2 separate regions of the Gossypium hirsutum genome follow, and region 1 is linked to region 2. A link is a contact called in public Hi-C data. All regions are on one chromosome and are shown on one strand. Each heading gives the region's core, a stretch centred on a gene start, on an enhancer-like site or on the middle of the called end of the contact. The rest is flanking DNA. Distances are from core to core; before and after follow the strand shown. Region 1 holds the start of LOC121224237 (enoyl-[acyl-carrier-protein] reductase, mitochondrial). Region 2 holds the start of LOC107963866 (UBP1-associated protein 2B).

Evidence for each region. A called contact is a pair of places that touch in the nucleus more often than the background predicts.
Region 1: a contact with region 2 is called in a Hi-C map of leaf, with 1.8 times the contacts expected there. The contact joins the promoter of LOC121224237 here to the promoter of LOC107963866 in region 2. A contact is called at or near these places in 2 of 34 Hi-C or Micro-C datasets (both in leaf).

Annotation. Positions count from the first base shown.
Region 1 is chrA03:6,794,975-6,797,897 of Gossypium_hirsutum_v2.1, forward strand. LOC121224237 (enoyl-[acyl-carrier-protein] reductase, mitochondrial) reads right to left here and starts at 1,262. Exons shown (of 10, transcript XM_041107128.1): 1 at 797-1,262; 2 at 627-724; 3 at 212-343. The coding sequence starts at 978. LOC107950885 reads left to right here and starts at 2,196. Exons shown (of 2, transcript XM_016885807.2): 1 at 2,196-2,472. The coding sequence starts at 2,304.
Region 2 is chrA03:6,614,720-6,617,555 of Gossypium_hirsutum_v2.1, forward strand. LOC107963866 (UBP1-associated protein 2B) reads left to right here and starts at 1,472. Exons shown (of 2, transcript XM_016900368.2): 1 at 1,472-2,836. The coding sequence starts at 1,657.

The DNA.
Region 1 (2,923 bases), core at 12-2,511, 180 kb after region 2:
AATAAGACTAGCCATTCTTAAACTTTCCTACCCAATTTTCTTTTAACAGCAATCCATTTCACATTCCAACTTAAAGGTAATTCGAGATATAAAATTTAGCACCTAAACTTGAACATACATAACTAGAAAGATGTGTAGGATTATCGATATTTAAGCACTAGGTATTCGAAGTAAAATTACAATTGCAAAGCAAAAGGTGCAAAGAACAAACCAGAGGAGGGTGGAGATGGAATGACCAAATCGCCTGGGGAGAGACCCTTAACCGCAGAACCAACAGAATACACTTCTCCAACACCTTCATAGCCTCCAACTGCTGGCACCTGTGGCCTCACAGGATATACTCCTATACAATAAAAATAAACTTTTGTTTATTTACAAAAGCCTTGAAACTCATTATTACTATTATTATTCAAAACTTATGTTATTCGGACTCGACTATGATTTGTGGATATGAGCATGTACCCGGCATAAGCATGGTTAAATTTTTTTTCCCCAAAGTTCGTATCCCTATATCTATAAAGAGTCCGAATAACATAGTATACAACTACCCAATTCTTCAACTAATCAAAGATCAAGACTTTTAAATCAAATGAAGTAAAACCCAACGTGGAAAAGAAAACCCAGACCTTCAATACGGTTAATGTCAGAGGGGTTAATGGGAGTAGCCAACATTTTAACACAAACTTGATTCTCCTGCACTTCTACTGGGGGTAGCTCTATCATTCTATAAATAAAAAAGTAAGCAATAAAAAAAGAAAGATAATAATAATAGTAACGAAATTTGGATATCGGGGACCTGGTGACGGAGTCGGGTGGACCGTGGTGCTCGTAGACGACTGCCTTGGACGGCGGAGACATGATTGTCGACAATGCCCTCACGGTTTGGACCTTGGGCAAACCCCCGAAACGACTCCGGTTTAGACCCCATAAACTGGCGGTATTCACTGCTTTTAGCGCTATTGATCTCGCCACTACCATTTCTAAGCTAATTTTGCCTGGAAATGTTTGTTTTTGTGAATATATGTAATATGTATATCATCCAGAAGAGTCCACGCAAAGTCAAAGGTTCCAGGCAGTTGAAAATGGGCTATGATTTGGGCAACCCATCTCAAATTCACAAGGATTCGATCTTCATCCTGCTCTTAACTGGATTAGGCTCAGTTGAACATCAAAATTTTGGCTGAGCAAAGAAAATTCAAGTTAGATGATAACTACGGTTAACATATAGTTATATACTGAACTTGGCAACGCGTAACTTTGGTAACTAAATTTCAAAATGGTAAGTAAATTTATAAAAATATATTTTTGCCACTTATTGTCGCGTACCAATATGCCATAGATTGTTAGTGTCACATGAATTTATTTCAACAATATTAGTTAATTACTTAAAATAAAAAAAATACCAAATTGATTTATCGTTTTCAAGTTTAAATACAATTTAGATTAAAAACAAATTAGATACTAAACCTCTTTTCAAATACTTCCATACATATTAACCTTAATAATTAATTCAATAAGCTAATTCAATTTAAATTAATACGAAAAGTATACAAATAGTTATCTAATTATAAAAAAATATTTATTTTAGGCACCAAAAATAAAAAAAAGTTTACAATTTAAACAACTACGTTATATAATTTAATTATTCTGGTCACTATTGTTAAAATTACAAATGGTAAATTGTTATATAATATTAGCACGCTCGATTTGACTTACATTATGATTTCAAATTTGATCTAAATTTACTTATATTTTTAATACCATTAAAGTTTATTTAGAGTCTTTCATAATAATTTTTTTTTAAAAAATAAAAATATATTATTTCATTTAACATTTACTGATTATATATACTATTAAAATTTTAAACATATACAATTAAAAAATTCCTAATACTTATATTAGTTTTCATATGATTTAAATTACTTTTCCTTGTCACTTACGGTGCCCCTTTGAATAGACGTTTACTTTCAACGTGGTGCGTTTAATCTTTTTTGTTACACTCTATAATATTATTATAATATATAATCTCACCATCAACACTATTTTTACACTACCCATAAGTAAACGCGTTGTCTGGCACAGTGTGAAATAATCTAATATATAGACTTAACTTAACCCTGCGTGAGCTCTAACCTTAAGTTATAGTTAGGAGCTGCAAGATTTCCCGCCTAAAGTGGTTAGAAGCTATAACTAAACCAACTGATAGTACCCCCCGCCCCCCAAAAAAAAGTCTTGTATCTTCATCAGCCCCTCCAAACAAGAACACTTGGAACTCATGGTAGAGAAAAAATCAATCTTGAAAGATGATGAGACCAGGTCGTCGTTCAATGGCAATACCAACAGGCAACGCCGAGGAAAAGAAGAAAGGGGTTTCTCGCTTTCGAATGTTTCCTTTGCCGGAGAAGTTGGTTCACGCTATCCCTCTCATCCTCTTCCTCTGCGTCTTCATTCTTTGGTTGCTCTCTCGTCCAGGTAATTCTTTCATTTGCATCAACCCTTTTTTCCCTTTCTTGTTTATGCATTGATCTTTATACCATTGTTTGTATCTCACAGAATTTAGTCCTTGTTTTAGTTTTTTTCGTTGATGGCTAATACTTGATGTCTCTTTGTTGCTATAAGTCTAGTCTCCTTTATTTGGATCTAAAGAAAATTTTACAACAAGGAAAGAAAATTCATTAAATTGCTTTATATCGTATGATCTTTCTTCTTCTTGCTTATGATCAATAAGTGCTGTTGATTTGTTTGAACTGAAATTCAACATTTTAGATAGCATCAAGAGAAAAATGCTTTAATCCATGTTGATGATGATGTTGAGTTTCTGCAAATTTTTTTCCCCTTTGATGGCTAATACTTGAGGTTTTTGCATTTTATCTTATATAATTTCATCTTTGTTTTACTTTTTTTTTAATAACTCAGAATAAAA
Region 2 (2,836 bases), core at 222-2,721:
TTGAGAAATTGACAGACAAATTTAACGTGGAAAAATCCCTCCAAAGAGGATAAAAAACCACGGGCAAAGATAATTTTACTATAATTGCAAAAGAACAAAGAATACAAAAGATGGAGATAAAATTGAACCCCGAAAACCCAAAAACAAAGAACCCTCAAAACGTAAACGCAAAATTCTCTAAATGTGTTATGAGTTCCAATCTCTAATGGGTATATTTTTCTAAGGTTGTAAAAGAGCTTATTTATAGGCTAAATTCATATGTCAAATAATAATAAAATAATCTAAACTAATCAGTGTTTGATTGAAACAAGTAACAGAGTTTAACTGAAAGATTATTTTTCAAATTTAACTGAAAATAAGAATCATATTTAACAATGTCAATTTAAAATATTGTTACAATATAACTATCATCGTCTTTTATATTGATCTTTTTTTCATTTAATCTATCATCATCTAAACCTACTCATTTTTTACCCAGCCCAACTCACGAGTAAATTTAATTATCTTTAATCAATACTAAGGCATTGGACTATTGATGCAATCAATTGCTTCAGAATTACAAATTATAATTACAATACTATATTAGAAAAATATATAAATTAAATTTAATCGGAACATTCACATTAGAGAATGATACGGGGAGGTAAGGGTGAATTTAAAGCAAATTCAGTATAACATGTATTGTGAATTAAATAAATATGTAATGACGATGAATGGATATTACAATTTTTACCTCAACATTAATTAAAATAATCTTTAAAATAATATATATTATTAATAATTAATATCCTCAATTTTATAGTTCAAACCAATATAAACTCTATTTTATATAAAAAAAAATCATATGATTTTATCTATTATAAACATTATTATTTATTTCATTTTTTTAACGTCATATTACTATAATGTATTTATGATCATGAAGGCACTAAATTGCTTGTGTCTGTCACTAATATTAAAAACTCGATTATCTATAATAAAATTCATTTTCGAGTTTATTTATATGCCCTTAATATATATATTCTTAGGTTCTCAAATTATAAAATATTATCGATATTTCGAATTTAAATAATTTTTGAAATAGATCAACACCTAATTAATAGATAATTACTTGGAGTACAACTAAGTATATTTTTAAACATATATAATGTTTAATATAAAAATATTATTTGGACACAAGAATTGATTGAATTAATAATGAAAACTTGACCTATTTCAATGTGTGGGTTGAATTCATTTTAGTTAAAATTAATTGTATCGGTTTAATTTAAAGTTAGAATTAAGTATTAATTTTTTAAATTTTTATTATTTTATTAAAAAATTATTACTAAATTTTATAAGTGTCCAGCGTATCAAGTGGAGTTATGTCAATACGACATTACTTTGGGTTTCAAATGTTGTGTTTTTATTACCATTCAAGTTGAATGGAATTAAATTCAAAGGGATGGAGTTGAAGTTTTGGTTGGAGTCAAAATTCACTCATAAATTTTCTTAAGATGTGATAAAAAGGCCCAAATTTATTGAGCCCAACAAAACCATGGGCGCCCGATCCGACCCATACAAAATATGATACCAATACTTAAAAGAGTAAACCCTAGGCTGTCCCGATTCTCAGTTTATCCCTAAATTTGATGTTGCAAATCTTTGAATTCCTCCATGGCCAGAAAGCGAAAGCAAAGCTCCTCTGATCCAGAACCCCCGAAAATAGCGTCGGAACCTCAACCGGCCCAAGAAAAACAGCAGCAACAACCCGTATACATACCCGAAGATCCGAACCCGAATCCAAACGTGGACGAAGAACAGCAAGTACTAGAAGTGGAAGAGGAAATCGAAGAAGAAGTAGAAGTAGAAGAGGAATTTGAAGAAGAGGAGGAGGAGGAGGAGGAAGATGACGAGGACGACGAAGAAGCGGAAAACGAAACCTTAGTAGGTTCATCATACGCCGCCGTTTTAAACGGAGCACGAAGAGAAACGGGTCGAGAAGATGAATGCGACGACGAACCTGTCGAGAAACTTCTAGAACCGTTCGCTAAAGATCAATTGATTACCCTTATTAAAAAAGCGGTCGAGAATCACCCGGATTTTATCTCGTCGGTTCGGGAGTTCGCGGATGCGGACCCGGCCCATCGGAAGATCTTTGTACACGGGTTGAGTTGGGATACCACTGCCGAAACCCTTACCGGCGAGTTTTCAAAGTACGGCGAGATCGAAGAATGCAAAGCGGTTACCGATAGGGTTTCCGGGAAATCGAAAGGTTACGCTTTTATTCTATTTAAACATAGGAGTGGGGCGCGGCGGGCTTTGAAACAGCCACAGAAGAAGATCGGTATTCGAACCACTTCTTGTCAGCTGGCAGTGCAAGGACCGGTTCCTGCTCCGCCTCCCACGGGTCCACCGGTTTCCGAGTATACCCAGAGGAAGATTTTTGTTAGTAACGTATCGCCTGAATTGGACCCGGGGCATTTGCTTGAGTTTTTTAAACAGTATGGGGAAATTGAGGAAGGTCCAATGGGGCTTGATAAGCAGACAGGGAAACCTAAAGGGTTTGCTCTTTTTGTATATAGGTCGGTCGATAGTGCAAAAAAAGCATTAGAGGAGCCTCATAAGAATTTTCAAGGTCATGTTCTTCATTGCCAAAAGGCTATTGATGGGCCAAAACAGACTAAAGGTGTTTCTGGTGGGCATCATCAGCAGTATCAGCATCATCACCAAGGGCAACATCAGAGCCCGTCTCATCACCATCATGCTAAGAAGGGAAAGTATTCGACTGGTGGGTCAGAGACTGGTCATTTGATGGCACCATCAGGGCCTGCTGGAGCTGGGTTCAACCATGGTG